Linked DNA regions of Mus musculus: region 2 is linked to region 1. A link is a contact called in public HiChIP or PLAC-seq data. All regions are on one chromosome and are shown on one strand. The core of a region is the stretch at or near the end of the contact, and the rest is flanking DNA. Distances in the headings are between cores, read along the strand shown. Region 1 overlaps Smpd3 (sphingomyelin phosphodiesterase 3, neutral). Region 2 overlaps Cdh3 (cadherin 3).

What was found. HiChIP or PLAC-seq counts read pairs in DNA pulled down with a chosen protein or histone mark.
Region 2: a contact with region 1 is called in an HNF4G HiChIP or PLAC-seq map of pancreatic cancer cells. The contact joins two enhancer-like sites. A contact is called at or near these places in 1 of 39 promoter capture datasets (liver) and 1 of 115 datasets of contacts at active chromatin or transcription factors (pancreatic cancer cells).

The regions. Positions count from the first base shown.
Region 1 is chr8:106,304,854-106,311,584 of GRCm38.p6, forward strand. The region is part of intron 1 of Smpd3 (sphingomyelin phosphodiesterase 3, neutral); the gene reads right to left. The region is part of intron 1 of 4930506A18Rik (RIKEN cDNA 4930506A18 gene); the gene reads left to right. Among named protein-coding and RNA genes, the nearest start is that of 4930506A18Rik, 26 kb to the left of the region's middle. Within about 2 kb of position 3,673, at least 91 of the 459 cell types and tissues checked have an H3K27ac peak or open chromatin away from gene starts, as enhancers often do. A contact at or near this core is called in pancreatic cancer cells, where this site is marked.
Region 2 is chr8:106,556,853-106,563,226 of GRCm38.p6, forward strand. It overlaps Cdh3 (cadherin 3), which reads left to right. Exons shown (of 16, transcript NM_001037809.5): 16 at 1-59. Among named protein-coding and RNA genes, the nearest start is that of 1110028F18Rik, 27 kb to the right of the region's middle. Within about 2 kb of position 4,504, at least 137 of the 459 cell types and tissues checked have an H3K27ac peak or open chromatin away from gene starts, as enhancers often do. A contact at or near this core is called in pancreatic cancer cells, where this site is marked.

The sequences.
Region 1 (6,731 bases), core at 2,423-4,922:
GACCCCAGAGTCTGTGATTCTCACATTTTTGTAGTAAGGATTCTGGTGTCAATAAGACATTATAAAATAACATTCCAGCTCAGTTGCTTAAGAAGCACGGTAGCGCATGGCATATGTTTTAAAGGTTAGGTATTTGAAAAGATGGGAATACCTTTATTAAGCACCAGCTACAGAACCATTATCTTAAACTCCTCGATTTCATAACAGTCTGGTTTCAGAGGAGGAGGTAGGGAGCTATCGGAGAGCATCTCTGCGTGTGATGCCGATGCTGCTCTTGCCCACCCTTGGCTTTCCCCAAGGCCTTTGTGAATGGATAGGGGGGAAGCTTGCTTTATTATGCACTGATTTGTGTATGTTGAAGCAGAGCCTTACTTACTGTGCTGTCTAGGTTGGCCCTGAACTTCTGGGATTAAGAAATCTTCCTGCCTCAGTCTACCATTTAGTTGGGACAGTGAGTGTGCGCTCCTGTGCCCTGCTTTGACAGCTGGTGACGCAGGCTTTGCTAGACCCATGCACCTGTGCTTGAGTGGTGCTCTGAAGGACACTGGTGATGCTGTCAGTGTCCCATTAGCATACTTTGGGGACAATGTACTTGGTCTGACACCCAAGGTTTGGGCCATTTTGAGGGTCAGAGGGTCAAAAGTCCTGCTTTTTGCCTCCGTACCCAGGATGAAGCTACCCTCTTCTCCATGGCAAGAATGGAAAATAAACAAATGGTGTGCCAGAGCTCTGTTGTAAGGATTTGATCCACCTGCAAGGTAGCTTTGGGAACCTTATCTTTCCAGAGAAATTATTTCCAGAGGACTTGGATGGTGGTAGGCTCTGATTTTCACTCTTTAATCATTCAGAAAAAAACATATCCATTTCCATTTATTCATAATAGTGGGAAATCATTGAGTTTTTTTTTTTCCTGTGCAAAGGTCAAACTATAAAAAGCTAAGTGGACTCGGAGAATTCTAGGCTAGTTACAGAACACGGCTGCACATTAGGAGGAATCCAAAAAAGGATTTAATCCCCCTTTGGAAGCAGCTGGTGATAATCTTCTCTGTACTTTCTCCCCATGGGTGTTAAATTCAGGTATAAGGACAGAAAGTAAGTTCTTTTCAATGAGTAGAACGTGTAGGCTGTACTGAGAGGGAGGCCTGGATCAGAAATCTTACCAGCTGCTACACACCAAGTATAAAAGCCTAGGCAACTTCTTCACTTTCGAGCCTCAGTTCCCTTGTTTGATAAATGGGTATATTCTTCCCAGGTGTTCTTTAGAACTCTGCTGTCCAACCTGGGACTTTCCACCTGACACTAACCTGTAGGCAGATGGGTCCTGGGTTGGCTGAAATGCTAAGAAGGGCACTGGGAGAGGCCCAGGAAGACAGGAGTCCTGTTCTGGCCTCCTTCCCCACCTGGCCACCTGACTATGTTCCCAGACTCAGATAGAGCTCTGCCAGTGTGTGTACTTGGGTGACCTGTGAAGTCCCTGCCATTGGAAGATAAACAAGTAACTGTGAGATCCACATCACAGAGACATTTTAAAAGGGCACTTGGCAATTTCACAGCTTTTGGGAAGCCGAGCAAGTGGTGAGTTGGAGATAGAGTATTTTGAAAACAGTTAAGAACTTGGAGAAAAAATCTTTAAGAGTGTCTTTGGGAAGATAAGAAATGGCGGTATCTCCTCCACCTTATCAAATCAAGGTTTTATCCCTGTTCTGTGTTAGCCTCACTCTGTGGTACTGGCCAGCTCTACCATACTGGCCCAATCCACTAGACATTAGAAAGATGGAGTCAGCTCTAAGGCTGGGTCTGGCAGCATGGTTTCCTAGGAAGAATGACAGGTGGGAGTTGGCCTTCCTTTTCTAATTTACACCCACACCCATGTAGAAACAGCAGAAATGATATGTACTGGGGGAAGCCAGAGATTGAAGAATGGCCAATAACAGATAACAGAAGGCCAGAGAGTAGATGCACTCAGCAGGGGACACTCGGAGTAAGACCATAGAGGGCTAGTAAGAGGCTGCTGGAATCACTGACACTAGACTTTAAGGCAGAATAAGCCTGTGGAGTGGGCAGACATGTGACTGGGAGAACGTGGAGTTAGGGATACTGAGATGGGAGTCAGCAGGGTTTGGGCAGCTGGTGTGTGTGGTGGGGGTGGGGCACAGAGGCCTTTGAGGCTGGGCTGGCTGCTGGGATAACCTGCAGGAGACTGCAGGCTCTCCTGCTCCATCAGCAGTGCAAGGCTCCAGCTGCCACCTGAACCAGCTCTGCAGCTTTGCAGATGGTGTGTCCAAGGGTGGGCTTCCAGAGGGTTTCCAGATCTGTCTGTGGACACTAGCCTAAGGCTTACAATTGTCCCTGCTGGGTCTGTTTAAAGTTAGGTAACCTGAAAAGTGTAACCATGACCGCTGTATTTATATTATTCCAAGTTTGACTTTTAAGAAATATAGTAGATGTTTCTGTTAAATGGCAAATTGAGAGTCTACCTTACTATCCTTTATATTCTTTAAATGAAGAACCTAATTTCAAGAGATGCACAAATTACATGTAATTTGTATTGTCTTGGATGGTCTGTGTCTTTAGCTTTTCTTTTTAGGTCATGGGAGACCTGTCGTAGATCATTAGGTATTTAATATGACATGTTTTGCTTTGCGAAGTAAAAGAGGAAGGGAGGTTTGTTTGGATCAGATACAAACAGCTTTGCCCCCACATGTGTCCAGCAGCCTGATTCAGTATTAAATCTCTGAAATGATTGATTATCCATTAGGGAAGCTATTTACAGAGTTCATTACAGCAGATTCAAACTGACAACATCTGTGTGGCCAGGGCGGCAAGTCAAGCCAGGCAGAACCGAAAGGCTTTGAACAGAGCTGTTGGTTCTGCTTTCTGTGGGCCATAGACACCAAACTTTCAGGAAGGAAAGTTACAGGTTGCTGTGGCCACTGTGCTTGGTGATCAGGCATGGTCACCAAGGAGCCAGCTGCTTCCTGTGGACAGGATGTACCAAGGAGAACTCCCAGGAATGAAAGTGGTCAGGAAGCCTGGCTCAGAGCCAGCCCCTCTCCTCTGCTCTATACCTCATGTGCCTTCATTTAAAGAATATAAGGGATATAAAGATATAAGGGATATAAAGATATAAGGGACAGTAAAGAGGAACCTCACGGCGATGTTTAACATAAGCACCTGATATATTTCTTAAAAGTCAAACTTGGAATAATATAAATACAGCGGTCATGGTTACACTTTTCAGGTTACCTAACTTTAAACAGACCCAGCAGGGACAATTGTAAGCCTTAGGCTAGTGTCCACAGACAGATCTGGAAACCTTCGGGAAGCCCACCCTTGGACACACCATCTGCAAAGCTGCAGAGCTGGTTCAGGTGGCAGCTGGAGCCTTGCACTGCTGATGGAGCAGGAGAGCCTGCAGTCTCCTGCAGGTTATCCCAGAGGCCCCTTTATGTCTCTGCTTCCCCGGGACCTCCAACCCTCAAATATGTCAGGCCCACACTTCCCCACCCTCCCCTCCACAGGTCACTCCAGCTGGCTTCACCCTGAGTCCCTCCTGACCCCCTTCTCTGGCAAACTTTACAAAGTCCAAGTTTAAGGCTGTTATCATCGTCTAACCTGCAGATTTCCTGTTAACAGCACCACCCAACTGTGCCGATGCTGCCTTGTCCTTGTGTGCTGAGCAAACTGTTTACTTTGGCTCGTACACCAGGAAGTAGTAATACTGCTAAAGCTAGGTGCTCTCTGGAGCTTTTATTCAGGAGTGTGTGTGTGTGTGTGTGTGTGTGTGTGTGTGTGTGTGTATGTGTGTGTATTAGGTTTAACAGGCTGAGGTTATTGTTATCTGTGATAAGAGGAACAGCCTTAGGGCTTGAGAGCAGAGGCCCTCTGTCCTGTATGGCCAGTCTAAGTGGAACGCCTGGTGCTAGAGGGTACATAAGCCTCAGTGAGCTCTATGCTAGAAAGTTGTCTTCTGATTGTTGTCTTCTGATTGTTGTCTTCTGATTGTTGCCTTCTGATTGTTGCCTTCTGATTGTTGCCTTCTGATTGTTGCCTTCTGATTGTTGCCTTCTGATTGTTGCCTTCTGATTGTTGCCTTCTGATTGTTGTCTTCTGATTGTTGTCTTCTGATTGTTGTCTTCTGATTGTTGGGCAATGGTCATGAATGCTGCACCCAAAGCCCACTGGCAATATCTCACAGCTGTGTCCCCCTCCCCGGCTTGATTAAGGTTAAGCCCCTATTCAAGGGTGGTTGGTGACAAATGACAGGCAGATGGGGAGGGAATACAAGGCCAGGCCCCTTGGGCTGTCTTTGGGACAGTTCTAAAGAGCCATTTCAGCTACCACACTCCCTAAAGAACCATTGAGATTTCTACTGCAACCAATTTGGGATCATTTCTTATGCCTCTGCCCAATCCAATCCCACTTTCATTTCCTTGAACTCACTACAAAGCTGTGCAGGCTCAAGAGATCCAGATCTGGACAGCTGCATGGCTCAGCTGAGAGAGGCTAAACTACACATCCTCCTAGTCCTCTACATCCTCCAGAGCTACCTTGGCTAAGCCGTGATGGGGCTGCTGATGGGAGCCAGGAGAACAAAGGCCCCTTTAATTCTTCTGCTCTGTGCTTTTAGGTTAAAGCCTCCCAAGGGTGCCACTTGGGGTGCATTTGTTTTGGGGACCTGAAATTAGGAAAATTGGTGCTTTTAAAGTCTTTGGTCCATTTTGTTTTATGTTTATGCTGCAAATACCAACAATGGGAGGAGATCCCTGTTGCCCCTTGCCCCCACAACATGGCTGCAGAAAGCTTGGGGCCCAGTCAGAGACCTGTCGCTGGCAGAAGAAAGATCCTGGCATCTTCGAAGTGTCTTTAGCTTGTCTTCCTCATTTTGTCTTTTTGTGTCTTGCTGTGTCTCACATCTCCCTCTTTACCCCAAATGCCATGTGGAACAAAGTAAGGTATAAACAAACACATACAGTCGTGTGTTGTCAGACAGACATGTTTGCTTGGCAAGAGTTAGGGACATCTGTCAAGACACAGCTACTCCAGATCAGTTGATTCAGCCTGGTGTGTGTGTGTGTGTCCGTCCATGGGATTGTTTTGAAGTTCAATATAATTTTGAACGTATCAAGTAATCAACAAATGGTAGGCATTCACAATTGTTTATAAGTCGTGTTCTCAAGAGTCTGCCCTACCAGGTAGGATGCTCTCCCTTCTTCCTCTCTTGTGCTCCCAGTCAGCTAAGACACTTTCATGGCCTGTTTGCTTTCACTTTCTCTTATGAGAAAGATGTTCAGACACTGCAGCAGAAAAAAGCCACTGGTAATGCTTGCTGGCCATGATTTGAGCTTGGACACGTTCAAAATACCAATAGGGGAGCCAGACACTTGTACTAGTCCAAGATACTTGGTAGGATGAGGTCTAAGAAATTGATGATCAATTTGCCTGGAAGAAACCTAAACTCTATGTAATCGGAGCTTTCATAGACTGAGAAGAGGGTTGTACATGAGAGATGGATGGTGAATAATTTGACTAAGTCAAATGCAGTCGATGCAAATCTAGGCCTTTGAATGCTTTAAATATAACCCACTGATATAAAAAGCATTGCGCTAAATTTTTTAAAGCTGAGATCTTTCCTAGGGTGAGAGACTCACTTTTTTGATAGAGACATGCTACCCATAAGGCAAGCAGAGAAGGCATAGAACAACAGGAGATCACATTCCCCTATAGGCAACTGCGAGTTTCATGCATTTTATAGTCTACAACAGCAGCCCATGTGCCTGCTACACATTACCTCATGAGCCATCTCAGAACCATAGTAGCAGCTTGGGAAGGCTATTTCAAAGGGCAGGTGGTTCCAGAGGGGTTTTCTTCTGTTTATTTTGAAAGTCAATCTGCTTCTGGCTCTCTCCACTTGTGTCTCAGATAAGACTGAACCATAGTCTTTAATTTATACAAAGATGGGTTTAAAACTGGATTCCCTTTTATTTGCTTGCTTGCTTGCTTGAGATAGGGATTTAATGTGTAGTGCAAGCTGGCCTTGAACTTTCATCTCCCCACCAGCCTCCTAAGCACTGAGACTGCTGATGTGTGCTGCCATGCCTAGCTTCTTTGTCTTTTGAGGGCTGGGTCCAGAGCAGAGAACCAGCCCAATGTTGGGTCTAGAATGAGTTTGCTGATTGCACCTTTCTTGTGTAGAGAGAAGAATGGTGGGAGTGCAGAATGTTGAAGATGAGGTCAAAGGCAGGATGAAGTAGAGGTACCTGAACATCATGGAGAGGGGGTAGCATGTGCGCAAGTCTGAGACCTCTGGGGCCTCTGTATAGGTGAGAGAAACAAAGAACTGGTATGTGGTTGGGGGGATAAAAAAAAGTATGTGTCTGGGTCACTTTGTTCTGCCTAACCTCCCTAACTCCTCTGGGGGTAGTTTAGGATAGAATGGGTCAGGTAGGTGTTGGACGAAACTAATCAGATCTTTTATGGCTACCAATGAGATAAGGGGTGACTCAAGGTTGACATCTCTTGAATTAGTGTCCTGATGCAGATACTAGTTGAAGCTTTGGGATACAGATAGAGACAGGGATCAGACTGAAAATTTGGGTTGGGCCTCAGGCCTTGTTTTGTGGGGAATCATCCAGTTCAGGAAACTGAGAAATGTCTGAGTAGCTAGGTTAACAGGTAACTCCTTGTCTCCCAGATGTGGGGGTACTGTCCCTCTTAAGCATAAGTAGAGG
Region 2 (6,374 bases), core at 3,254-5,753, 250 kb after region 1:
TTTGTTTTGTTTTTGCTTTGTTTTAAATGATATGTAAAACAGAAAATTAGAGAATTCACTTAATTGAGTTGGTTATATTAAATTAGAACGTTCCTGACCATGCCCGGGCAAGAGAGCCTAAGACAGAATGATGTCTTTGAAGTGAAGCCCAAAATTTTTCTTTTGTTAACAATTTTCTATTGTTTTATGTATGTGGGTGTTTTCCCTGCATGGACATCTCTGTACCACGTGTATACCTGGTGCTCCTTTTGCCCAAGGAGGCAATAGAAGAAAGTGTTGGATCCCCGGACCTGGGTTATAGAGTGTTACAAGTTGCCCTATGGGTGCTGGAAATCAAACCCAGGTCCTCCTGAAGAGAAGTCAGCATTCTTTACCATTTAGCCATCTCTCTCCAGGCCCACAAAATTGTTCTTTTCAAAAAATACAGAGTATTTTTCAAGATTTATTTATTATATGTAAGTACACTGTAGCTGTCCTCAGATACTCCAGAAGAGGGCATCAGATTTTGTTACGGATGGTTGTGAGCCACCATGTGGTTGCTGGGATTTGAACTCAGGATCTTCAGAAGAGCAGTCGGCGCTCTTAACCACTGAGCCATCTCACCAGCCCCAGAGTATTTTAAGTATGGCCATAGACATAGATGTCCTTTTCAGTGAGTGAGAAGAGTGAATGGGGCTAAAGAAATCACTGGGGTTACAATGGGTGTTTCTTCCCCTGACCATGACATTTGTTTGTTTTGTTTCTTTTTGGGGAGAGTATCTCTAACCACTGGCTTCAAACTCAAGATTGTCTTTCCCTAGCTTCCTAATGCTGGATTTAAAGGTGTTAGACCTCACACTTGACTAAGAGTGGGGAATTCTTTCTATGGTTTATTTTTATGCATAAGAATGTCTTGCTTAGCCGGGCGTGGTGGCGCACGCCTTTAATCCCAGCACTTGGGAGGCAGAGGCAGGCGGATTTCTGAGTTCGAGGCCAGCCTGGTCTACAGAGTGAGTTCCAGGACAGCCAGGACTATACAGAGAAACCCTGTCTCGAAAAAACAAAAAACAAAAAAAAAACAACAACAACAAAAAAAGAATGTCTTGCTTGCATGTATGTATGTACACTGTGTACATACCAGAGGGGCCACAGAAGGCTATCAGCTCCTCTGGAACTGGAGTTAAAGAACAGACTGTGGTGAGCTGCCATGTTGAGTGCTGGTATTATGGGGAGCCCACCAAAGAAGACCACGCAGACACAGTCTGTAAACAACTGAAATTCTTTTTTTCCAGCTGACCAGGATTACACTTGGGTCCAGGGACACCAGTGTAGCCCTGAGGTCTTAGAACAAGGGGCTTTGAAGCAAAAAACATATCTGGTCTCTTGCTTGGTTGCTGCAGAGGACACTTTTGAGCAAACAAGGAGGGGAAGGGTTGCTTTTGAGCAAGCAGGTAGTTGTAACAGAAGCTAAGATAAGCAGTTAGCCGAAACAGGAGGTTTTGCACAAGCAAGTAGTTTAACAGAAACCAATATAAATTAGCTGGGGTATCTTGACCCTTGGGTTCTTTGAGTAGAGTTGGTTGATTTTTCATGGGAGTCTCCAACAAGGAGCTCAAGTTCTAGTCAAACCTAAGATAGCTTCCACGTGGAGAACCTCTCTGTATTGTCCTATCACTGGGGACTAAACCCCAGGTCTTCTGTAGGAATATCAACTGCTCTTAAACTGCTGGGCTCTCTTTCCAGATCCAGGAGTGGTTAAATCTTCAAAGCAGCTGTACTTCTAATCCATCCTGAACCTAGAAGCCCCAGCTGTCACCTGATGAGTAGAATGCTGGGGGTGGAGCCTGCAGTTGAGTTATAGACAGACCCCAGGTGATTGGGTTGTATGCTTAGGTTTGATATCAGGACAACTAATGTCACCTAATGAAATCTAAAGGGAACTTTGGGGCCAAGTGAGATGGCTCAGCAGTTGAAGGTGCCTGCCACCAGAGCTGACAGCCTGAGTGTGCCCACTGGGACCCACGTGGTAGATAACTCCCAGGTTGTCCTAGGAACTCCACGTGTGTGGTAGTGGCCTGCATACCCATGCATATGCACTTAACTGATAATATAATAATATTCAAGGGAATTATGTGGGTTTCTCACCTATTCTTGATCTCTGTACCTCAGACCAAGGCTGTTCCTGCTTTTTCTTTTGAGCCTCTGGTCCCCCTGCTGTTCTTGTTGATAAGCAGGGGGATCGGATGTCCTAGCCAGTCGCACCTGCTGCCCCTTATCTTTGACTCCCCTCTTGGAGGCTGAATGAAGCAGGGAAATCCTACCTGCAGCTGCACAAAACCAAACAGCCACTGTTCACTCGGCTTCCCTCCTGGGATTCGTGGAGGGTGCCAGGGGAGAAATGGCTTTTCACAGCCAAGCCTGGCCTCTGTGAATGAATCTAGGCAACTTTGACAATGGGGAAACGGTCACTGGCCTGAGCGTCTGGGAAGTACAGGCCTGGCGTCGGTGGTCAGGGTGTGTGCCATACTGATCGTTCTCCCGCTGTGAATATGCTTCCGGGCTGCAAGGTGAGACTTTGGATCTGTGGTCAGTAGGTTCCAGAGCAAGACACAAGGGGCTGGTAAGATGGCTCAGCAGGGGAAGGTGCTTGCTGATCTGGGACTCAGAGAACTGACGTCCTAAAGTTGTTCCCAGACCCACACACAAATGAACATACAAACTTTTAAAAAAAAAAAAAGGGTGTTTTGGTTTTTCTTTTTAAGATTTATTTCATGTATGAGTACACTATAGATAGCTGTCTTCAGACACACCAGAAGAGGGCATCAGATTCCATTACTTGAGGTTGCTGTGAATTGAACTCAGGACCTCTGGAAGTACAGGTAGTGCTCTTAACTGCTGAGCCGTCCCTCCAGCCCCGCAGTTTTTGTTGTTGGTGGTGGTGGTTTAGTTTGATTTTATTTGCTTTTTTTTTTTTTTAAAGAAAAAAATATATTTCAGAGTGTAAGTCACTATCTTTAAGTATTCCTGGTGAGTGATAATTGCACCCGCTTGCACACACATACACAACTAATGGGATGGCATGCTAACAAGGACTGCCTGGGTATCTGGCTGATCTTTTTGTAGTTTATCAGCTGTGTGTGCCCTCCAACGTTTACCCGGTGTGTTGCAATCATGTTTTGTGTCACGTTTGCACAATAGTGTGGGGGCCCCTCCGTTGTCTCCATCAATCCCAATTTGGTATTGCTCTGCCCCCGCCACCATCTGTGAACATAAGTCCTAAGGGTTTGTTTTGTTTCTAACGTCAAACGGTCCAGGGCATCTGCTTTGTGGAGGCTTCAAAGCTGCCTCCAGGTCAGCTGATACTGATTGAGATCAGGGCTCTCTGGAGTCGAAGGCTCAACCTGGAATGGCTAGTTGGTACTGAGAATGCCTGTCAGATCTTCTCAAATCTGTCCCCAGGCTTCTAAAAAGCCCAAAAGAAAAGAAAAAGTGACTCTCTAAGGATGCCTGAACCAAAGATCCCAAAGTGAGAGTTCAAAGCCAGCCTCCAGCTTCCTGGTGAACCGGTTTCAAAACAACAGCAAAACAAACCCACACCCAGCCCCCTTGAGCTTTCTTTTGAGAAAGATCTCTGGATTCCCTGAGTCCTATCTCCTCAGCCCCCTCCTCCCACACTCTCCTTACAAACACCCCTCACCCCAAGTGAGGTCATCCATCCTAGTAGCAGGCCTTTTGACTTTGTGGCTGACCTAAGCAGTCTTTCCTGGGGTTTTCCCCTCCATTAAGGTGTAGGTAACTCTGCATACCCAGTCATTGTGTGGCCTGAAGAAGGGGTTTAAGAATATGGCCAGAAGTCCAGTCAGGGCAGGGACTGTCTGAGAGGTCAGCTAGGTGACAGGCCACCACTGACAGTTGGAGCAGCCCCCTCACCAGCGTTCCATCCTTTATGTGTCTAGTTTGACTCACTGGGGAACTCCGTGGATCACCTGCTCACAAAGAAGGCAGAGCCTTCCTTCCCACCTTCAGCTTTCTTTTTTGCTTTGTTTTGTTTGAGACGGGGAGGGGATTCTCTGTGTAGCCCTGGCTGTATTAGAGCTCACTCTGTAGACCAGGTTGGCCTCGAACTCAGAGACATCTACTTGCTTCTGCCTCCCCAGTGCAAGATTAAAGGTGTAAGCTGCCACTGTTGGTCAGAGACCAAATTCAGATCCTGCCCTTCTGAATGAGGCCTTGGGCAAATTGCTTCCGCTCTCTGAAGGATGCCTAGCACGGGAGGGCTGTTTAAGATGACCGTTGGCCCTACTGATGTAGGAGGTTGATGGGAGTGACGGCATCCCATACACATCCGTATACAGGGATCCTCCGCGGAAGGTGAGCTTCCATGGGAAGACTGCCCAAAGGAACGGAACGTCCCCTTCCTTCCCAGCAGAGGGCGCCATTCTCCCAAACCACAGCTGGGGCTGGCCTTTGCAGCCTGGCTTGGCAGGGTGGGGCCACAGGAAGGGAGGGCACATGCCACAGGGCCACTGGCTGTGGCATACCTTACATGGAAGTCTGCCTGCGAAGACAGCTCCGCCTGCACAGAACACATGCTCGGTAAATACTTGTTGAGTCAGTGGATGAAAAAGCTCTCTTGATGATGGGGATGGTGTCTGAACGGACGCTGCTTGATGAGCCACGACCCTTACCAAAGAGCTGCTTATGGTCTGGTCTCTCAACGAGCTTTTTATGTCTTCCTTTTAAAAAGGAATTGAGAGCCAGAGCGACGGCTCAGTGGTTAAGAGCACGTATTGCTCTTGCAAGAGGCCCCAAATTCAATTCCCAGCATGGTGACTCACAAGCATAACTCCAGTTCCAAGGGATTCAAAGCTCTCTTCTGACTTACATGGGCACCCGGTGTGCACACAGTGCACAAACATACATGCTGGCAAAACATCTGTACACGTACAATAATAAAATGAGTAAGTTTAGAACAAAGTCAAGAAAAGGAAATGGAGAGAGTTAGGAGAAGTGCTGGGCTGGGTGTGGTGGCACACCAGGGTGCGTACCTGTAATCTCAGCATTTAAGAGGAAGGCTGAAAGGAATTGAGAGTTCCAGATCAGCCTGATCTACACAGGTAGATACCTGGAGAGACAGAGTGACAAGGATGGGCCTTTATGTTTTCTTTGAGGACACCTGAGGTGTCCCAGGCTGTTCCAATCTGAACTCTCTATGTAGCTTCACCCGCTGTTCTCCTGTTTCTGCCTCCCAAATGCTAACCTAACAGGAATATACCACCACGCCTAGTTTATGAAGTGTGTAATTGAACGTAATCCTTCATGAGTGGCAAGCAAGCATTCTACCAACCGAGGTATCTCCGTCCGAAGACCTCTTTTTATCCTGAGATTCAAACCTCTGCCAGACACGACAGTAAATGCACTTAATGCTGACATCCAGGGGGCAGAGACAGGCAGAACTCTCTGAGTTCTAGACCAGCCTGGGCTACATAGCCAGTTCCAGGACAGCCAGAACTACATAGAGAGACTCTGTCTCAAAAAAACCCAACCAACCAGCCAAACAAGCAAACAAACAAAGGTTGGTGGTTACTAAAGAACAGCATCCAACTGAGGTGCCTCCTGGACTACACTCCAAGGTAGAACACTTGACCAATATCACAAGGTCACACCTTACCCTGCCAGAAGTTACAGCTGGAGCCAAAGTGCAGGCACACGGGACAAAAATATCCTTCAGATGTTATTCAGGTCCTGCATGAAGGCAGGGCTGCCCACGTGACCGTGGTTCTCTATTTCTTTTTTTTTTTTTTTTCTTTTTTGGTTTTTTGAGACAGGGTTTCTCTGTGTAGCCCTGGCTGTCCTGGAATTCACTCTGTAGACCAGGCTGGCCTTGAAGTCAGATATCCACCTGCCTCTGCCTTCCAAGTGCTGGGATTAAAGGCACCATTATTCATATATATATATATATATATATATATATATATATATATTTTTTTTTTTTTTTTGGTTTTTCAAGATATATCTATTTCTTATGTCAGTCCTTCCAGCCTCTTCTGAGGCCCCTTTGCGTGTAGTGGGCATTATTCCAGGGTCTTTATATTCATTTACATAATAACTACTTTTTAAAAAAATTTCATGTATGTGGGTACACTGTCGCTGTCTTCAGATGCACCAGAAGAGGGCATTAGATCCCATTACAGATGGTTTCGAGCCACCATGTGGTTGCTGGGAATTGAACTCAGGACCTCTGCAAGAACCGTCAGTGCTCTTAACCTCTGAGCCATCTCTCGAGCCCACATAATATCTACTTATTGACCAAATTGTTCTATGCCAGGTACCATTGTTGGTGATGAAAAAAATGAAATTCAGCAAGCAGCTAAAAATCCAAACTGACATGTCAG